Linked DNA regions of Mus musculus: region 2 is linked to region 1. A link is a contact called in public Hi-C data. All regions are on one chromosome and are shown on one strand. The core of a region is the stretch at or near the end of the contact, and the rest is flanking DNA. Distances in the headings are between cores, read along the strand shown. Region 1 has its middle 29 kb from the start of 4930517E11Rik. Region 2 has its middle 170 kb from the start of 4930583P06Rik.

Region 1 (3,644 bases), core at 869-3,368:
TTATGACTGTGACTACTGTCATGCGAATGTCTCATCAAAAGCTATGGAAGGACCTGCTGGTGCCCTTCACTGGTATCAATAGCCACAACTACTATTAAGAATCCTCAAAACTCTATCCTATAGCAGATAGCTCTTTCATTCAGATCTTAGTCACTACAAAAATCACTAAATGCTCCCATTGGGACATGACTTCTGGATCTTTCTTGGGGGTTTATTGATTAATATACTAGGCTATCCCTACAGTTCTATTCTTGTTTAGTTCACACTGCAGCTTCTCCCAAAACCCTTCAGTTCCCCGAAGATAATCCAGAAGGCATGGTCCTTAGAACTCACCCCTATCCTTTATCCTTTTTCAAGGATAGGGACCTCCTGTCTTTGTGACACCAAGCTTGCTTTTTTCCTGGCACAATGACTTATGGATCCTGGAAAAATATGGCTTTCCAGTTCTCTGTCTCATCTTGTTCACTCTACCAACTGGAAAGGATTACCACCCTCCTGTCTACCCTCAAGTCTTGTTTCTTCGGTTTCTTCTCAGGTTAAATAGACTTAGAAATTTCTTTTCTTTCCATCAAGAGATCAAATATTTTCTGATAAAATGATATTTACAGCTATATAAAAAACTGGTAGGCTGGTGAAGTCCTTCCAGGAATGCATGCACCATCAAAGAAGACTTTGGGCTTGTTGCGAATTAGCCTTCCCTTGCTGATTTTGTTGGAGTCACTAAACCGGAGGCTATGACCAACCAGTCTTGGACTTATTTCAGTCAACTAATCACCTCCTCCCCAAGTTCACATTCTGCCCTAAGATGTCACAAAATGACAAGACACAATTATAATACTTAAATTAAAAATTCACAAAAAGACAGATAGATTAACATCCCAGTCAATGGCTACAACCTAACTTGAAAAGAGAAGTGGAGAGGCCCATCCCTGCCATTCTCCTAATGGTTCACTACACTATCAGCTTTCAGAGACCAAATTCACTGTCGGCTAATGGTGAGTCAGTAAAGCTAGGTTTTTTCCACATCTAGAATCTAAGGTTCTGTATAGAACACAAGCTTATATGCTCTTACAAGCTGCCTTGAGAGAATGTTTTATGGCAGGGGATCAAATCTCACAGGGGTAGAGAACAATGGTTCTCAGAAGTTATCTAGAAGATTCCGTTGAAGATGCTACTAACCATGGCCCAAAGCCAACCACAGGTGACTTATAAGTCTAAACCACTGCAAATCAAAGCGCGAATTTGGCCACACTGACAGAGAAAAGCTTTCTAAACTCGTAAGTGACTTTTTTTTCCCCCTCAACAGTGCTAAGATCTACTATATCCTATTCATGTGTCGTTTTCCAGCATTTAGTATCTGGCACTTTTCCCAGTTACTAAAAATTCTCATGAAAAGAAGCAGCCACACAAATGCAAGCTGACAAGCCTAAGATCCTTTGTTGGTTTTCTTCCATAATTGATATTACATGTATATTTAGAATACACGGACACTGCAGCCCTGTGCCAGCCGCTCATTCTAACGTCTTTCACATTCTCTTGAATTGTGTGCAACTTCAGCAGTTTCTAATCATCTTACTTTTAAATACCTCTGCTTACAATATGAAAAGGCTTACAGCTTCATTTAAATTAAGACATTCCACATAGCTCTGCCTGCATTCTTTCAAAATACTCAGTCAATTAACATAAGCTACCTTCTAGAGAGGATTTGCTTTAAGTCAGGTGGAAAGAAATATTATTTCAGAACCAAAGAAGAACAAAGCCATGAAATAGATAGAAGATCAAATAATGGAATAAATTGTAAGCTTGTTTAAGTTCCTCATATTTTAAGAGAAAGTATATATATGCTTTTAAAGTGTTCTCCTATAGATTGCTTCTGGGCAGATACAGTCTGCCAGGACAGCTCTAAAGGGGACAAAATATCCAAAATATGGCAGCTTTTTTCAATCAAATGACAGCCCAAAAAGTCTCTGCAGATTCCAAAATACTGCAGGCTCAATCACCCTAGGGTGCAGTGAGCTGAAGCGCAGTTCATCATTCCCAGGGAATTAAATGTGCTGAGAAACAGTCCTGAGTCTGGCAATGTTAAAAATGGTTGAAACCAGAGCATGTCTAACAGCGGGGCCAGGCTGCCACCTGGAGGGCGGCAGGAAACACAGCTCCACGAACGCCAGTCTGTTCCCAACAGTCAAAGAGACCCTTCGGGCTGAGCTAAGCCCCCCATTCTGTTTTACTACTTGACAAAAAAGCTGAGCCTTTCTGTCCCATGGCTCATTGATTAGTGGACCACGTGGAGGCAGCGGCACTAGGTGAAGCCAAGTGTGCCACAGTCTTTCCTTCTTTCCAGACTCAAGGCTGGGGAGGCTCACCCTTGAGCACATCTTTTGTCTCATCCACCCACTTTATTGGTCATTGTTGTGGGTCTTATGTGTCATTTTAGAAACAGAAATATCAGGTCACTTTTCAAAATGTCTAGACTCTTCACGAAGCACTACATACAAGGAAAGAGAAAGCCACACCTTCAAGGTGTGTTGTTCACACAAAGTGAGCACTGGGTATTGTGTGGAGCTCCAATTCAGTCAGGATCACACAGAGAAAAAGACAGAAAGAACACCTGCTGTAGGGGGACAATTCTTTAGTGGCTGTTGAAATCCGATGGGTCAAATCCCTAATCCCCATAAAAGTATGATGTACACATGGGTGCTGTGTACAATATTTTTCCAATGTCCATTTTTTTCTTACATAGGAAAATACAGTAACTACCCCATCTTATCACATTGTGGAGGAGACTGAAATTATACTAATCAACAAGTAAAGATGGTATATAACTCTTAATACAAGCTTTTTGAAAATTAGACTTATCCAGATAGGAAAAAGAGGCAGGACACAGAATACCAACTGCCCAACTGCCAAGTCAGGCAAGAGAGAAAACACTGAGTCAGGAGATGCTCCAGGGCAAGCTGTCACCCTGGGCTGTCACCCTGGGCTATCACTGTGGGCTTCACTTCTTTCAGAAGTCTACACCCACCTATTTCCCTTCCTCTGCTTCTTGCTCTTTCTTTTCACAATGTTTGATCATTACTCAAAAGAAAGTATAGTACTTACTTCCAAAATAGTAAAGACATTTGTTTTGGTTTGGGTTTTTAGTTTCAACTAATTCACAACCTAAAAATAATTGTTTGGGGAAATAGGATTCTGGAAATAATTCTACTGTCCTATTGCATTTCCTCCGGGTAACCCAGCAGAGAGAACATTGGGCCTCTGAGAAGATGCAGGTGAGTACCAATTGGTCCCTACTGGATGTGCTGTTAGTCAGAGAGCTGTAGTGACACCTCCTGGCAAGACCAAAAGAGCACTGCCTTCCATAAAACTGTATTGTCACAACTTTATGATCAGAAACAATGAAGAAAATATATTTTCCCACATGTACTGTTCCTTGAAAGAAAAAAAGTCCATCTGTAGAGAGACACAGTCACAATACTCATATCCATGTTTGAATGGCTTCCATTTAAAAAAAAAACAGCTGAGTCCAAGGAAGAATATAGCTATGTTTTTATTTTATGATACCCAATAACTAAAGCTGGTTTTATCTACTCATCTGGGTATTGTGTACACAAAGTAACATTATCTAATGTGAAGCAGTAAAA
Region 2 (3,465 bases), core at 676-3,175, 290 kb before region 1:
TGCTCTAAAATGGATCTTAAACTAAGTTTTAATCACCATTGTGAAGAATATGAAAAAAAACCCCATATTTCATGTTTGGGGACTGGAGAGTTGGCTCATCAGTTAACAGTTCCAACTGCTCCACCAGAGGACCCTAGTTGGATTCCTAGCACCTGTATGAGAGCTTACAACCATCTGTAACCCCAGTTCCAGCAGATCCAGTGACCTCTTTTGGCTTCTATAGACATTGTACATATGTAGCATATATGCAAGCACATAAAATGAAAATAATAATCTCTTAATTAAAAAGATCCTTTTTGTTAATACTGTGGCATATTCTGAGCTTGGGTTGGCTCATAGAAATTTAAGTAACTGTGGCTCAAATGTAACTGAACTGTCCTCCCCCAGTTATCCTCTCTCAGCCAACTATCCATCTAAGCACACTCCCAATGCGGTTATGTGTATTGTTTCTGAATAAAAGAGTATGGTCTACAAAAAAAAAAAAGAAATTTAAGTAACAACTGAATTCCTCAGGGACAAATATAATCAAGGCCTTGGATTTTTATCTGTTTCACAGGGGCTGGGTATGTGCAAGGATGAATTTTGAGTCTCAGTTGCATATGTAGGACCCTTTCTTTTAAAGGGTTCCTGGTGTGCAGATTATATAACAAGCTGCTATTCCTATTTCAGGACCAGCAGATTTGTTACAACAGTGCTTGTGCCCTAGTGCCCCTAGGGGTCAGGTTTTGTAAGCTACTTCACCAGGAACTTTGGACAGGAAGTGTGACATACAAATCTAATTTTCTGAGACCAGAATTGAAAGATGGTTAAACTGTTTCTAGAATTTGAAAAATCTTAAAAGAAACAAAAAAAAATCTATTCTGGTTCATAACTTGTATAATAAACGCCTTTGCATATTGGTTTGATAAGTATCAAAACTCAGGCAAGGGAGTGCATTACAATGATACATTTTAAGTTCCTGGCTAAAGGTGGTTAGAGAGCTGGAGCACACCATTTGCATGTTTGCCTCAGAAATGTGCATTTCCTTTCCTGCAGGATTGGAAGTGAAGTGTTAATCATGCTTTAAATTCTTATTCCCTTGGCCAGGAATTGGAGAGACAATTCTGTTCAATAATGGGACTTCTGTGGTAACTTATGGAAAACATCTGGTTTCCCTCCATCTTAATTTCAGGCTAATTTAGACTAATCTGATTTTCAGTGTCATTTGGAGGTATCTCCATGTGGATCCTTTTTTAAAAGATTTATATTTATTGTACATGAATGGATGTTTCGTCTACATGGATGGCTCTGCAGCATATTATGCCTGGGACCTGTGGAGACCAGAAGAGGACATTGGATTTCCTGGACTGGAGTTATAGGTGACTTTAAGCTATAATGGGAATACTGTGGAGTGAACCTAGGTCCTCTGCAAAGAGTGAACCGAGGTCCAGTGCTCTTAAGAGCTGAGCCACTTCTCCAGTCCCTGTTTTTTAATGAGTACTCTCACTCTTCTCTGAGTTACTTACATAACTCCTTCCTGACGATGCTCTGTTTTCTTTCTTTTTTTCCATTTTTTATTAGGTATTTAGCTCATTTACATTTCCAATGCTATACCAAAAGTCCCCCATACCAACCCACCCCCACTCCCCTACCCACCCACTCCCCCTTTTTGGCCCTGGCGTTCCCCTGTGCTGGGGCATATAAAATTTGCGTGTCCAATGGGCCTCTCTTTCCAGTGATGGCCGACTAGGCCATCTTTTGATACATATGCAGCTAGAGTCAAGAGCTCCGGGGTACTGGTTAGTTCATAATGTTGTTCCACCTATAGGGTTGCAGATCCCTTTAGCTCCTTGGGTTCCGTAGCCACAGATGCTAAAGGTGAATCTAACATTTTCTTGACTTTATATGTCTCAGATTCTAAAATTTTGCAGTCTTACCCCAGTTCTATGGTCAAGACTTAGCTTTTTACAAAGCTAATAAAGAACACAGAGAAGTGCAAAAGCCAAGTGCACCAGTCTGTGAACTAACCAGGGGATCTTTCTTCAGCTGCTTTAAGCCTTCGGGAGAGAGACAAAGCCCAGTTATGCAAATGGAATCATAAAGCACGAGATTACCTCTGCAGACTTTAGTAACTAATTGTGTGTGTATACAAATATATACAAATTGACTTTGACCAGTCCAAATCTTCAAAATAAGCTACTATTCATCATCTATACACGACCCTCCTTTATCTTATTCAGTTCAAAAATAACAAACCATCAGGAACCCATTACTCAGTTTTCCCTGTTAGTGAAGTTTGTGGGGGTTCACTCTCTGTCTCCGAGCTCTTGTTGTTCATTCCACAGTGTGTTTCTAAGGGCCATCTGTGGTGTAAGACAAATGTAGTCATAGTCATAATCTGCTAGACCCCAGTACAGGATAGGTCAAGAAAGCTTTATTCAGTTCTCTTATCAAAACACACCCTGTTTATTTCTCAGGGTAGCATTGGTAGGATGGTATAAAGATTAGAATATTTTGTTGCTGTATTGCTAAAAAGATTGTCCATGGCTCCTGATGGTATATAAATGTACCCATTTCTCCCCCTTCATTAGCAAGCATCATTGGTAGGGCTGAGAGACTCTGGATGCTTAAGACTATGAGATAATGTCAAGTTATTCCAAGGCATTGTTTCAGAATGCATCACCACTTGCAATTTCAGAAAGACCTCACTGAACTGCATCTTCTCTAGAACTTGATTTTATTACATTTTTCAGATAGTTTTTTCTAGCTGAAAGGTTATAAAATGGCACTACAAATATAGATGGATGAAATATCATTTTATGTGCCATTTGAGCAAATACATTTGATTTTTTCCACTGTTGATTGAGTAATCAATGTTTATTTTGACATTTGCATTTTTTATAGGCTTGAATGTTATATATTCAGAATTTTAATCCTTTATTAGATGGATTTCTACAAATCTTACTTTACCAGCTTATGAATCATCCTTTTGTCTTTTAAAGATGTCTTAGAGAAAATAAAAGTTTTTTTAAATGCACAAACATGTACATATACACGATAAAATTCTATGAAGTTGTTTAAAAGAACAAGTGACAAGGCTGTATGCACTGACTTAAAAAGATGTCTTGGAGTGTTAAGTAACAAATCAAGTTGAAAATCATATGTACACTATCACTCCATTCATATTAATAAAGGACCCAAACCGCACATGTTGCAAAGCCTCATGTATATATGGAAACACATAAAAGGGAAACTAGATTAACATCTTCCAACTGTTGACAGTTGGGAGAAAGGCAGGGGAAGTAATAAGGGGAAGAAAGGGCCTTTCATGTTTTCTCTGGATATTTCTGTAGTCTTTCAACCATGTGCAAAGAAAATATTGTCTGTTGCTTGTGCAACAGAAATAGTAATGACAGAAATAAAAGAGAAGCAGAGGCAGTTATGACTGGCATAGGAATCTACAAACTGACCCCTAGAACACAGAGA

What was found. Hi-C and Micro-C count contacts between places; a contact is called where the count stands out from the background.
Region 2: a Hi-C map of the N1E-115 cell line shows a contact between it and region 1, with 3 times the contacts expected there. The contact joins two enhancer-like sites. A contact is called at or near these places in 3 of 39 promoter capture datasets (liver, stem cell-derived epiblast-like cells and trophoblast stem cells) and 4 of 484 Hi-C or Micro-C datasets (the N1E-115 cell line, embryonic stem cells, neural stem cells and 1 more).

What each region holds. Positions count from the first base shown.
Region 1 is chr2:124,099,580-124,103,223 of GRCm38.p6, reverse strand. It overlaps a transcript of Sema6d not described here. Among named protein-coding and RNA genes, the nearest start is that of 4930517E11Rik, 29 kb to the left of the region's middle. Within about 2 kb of position 2,118, at least 22 of the 459 cell types and tissues checked have an H3K27ac peak or open chromatin away from gene starts, as enhancers often do. A contact at or near this core is called in the N1E-115 cell line, where this site is marked.
Region 2 is chr2:124,385,706-124,389,170 of GRCm38.p6, reverse strand. It overlaps a transcript of Sema6d not described here. Among named protein-coding and RNA genes, the nearest start is that of 4930583P06Rik, 170 kb to the right of the region's middle. Within about 2 kb of position 1,925, at least 1 of the 459 cell types and tissues checked has an H3K27ac peak or open chromatin away from gene starts, as enhancers often do. A contact at or near this core is called in the N1E-115 cell line, where this site is marked.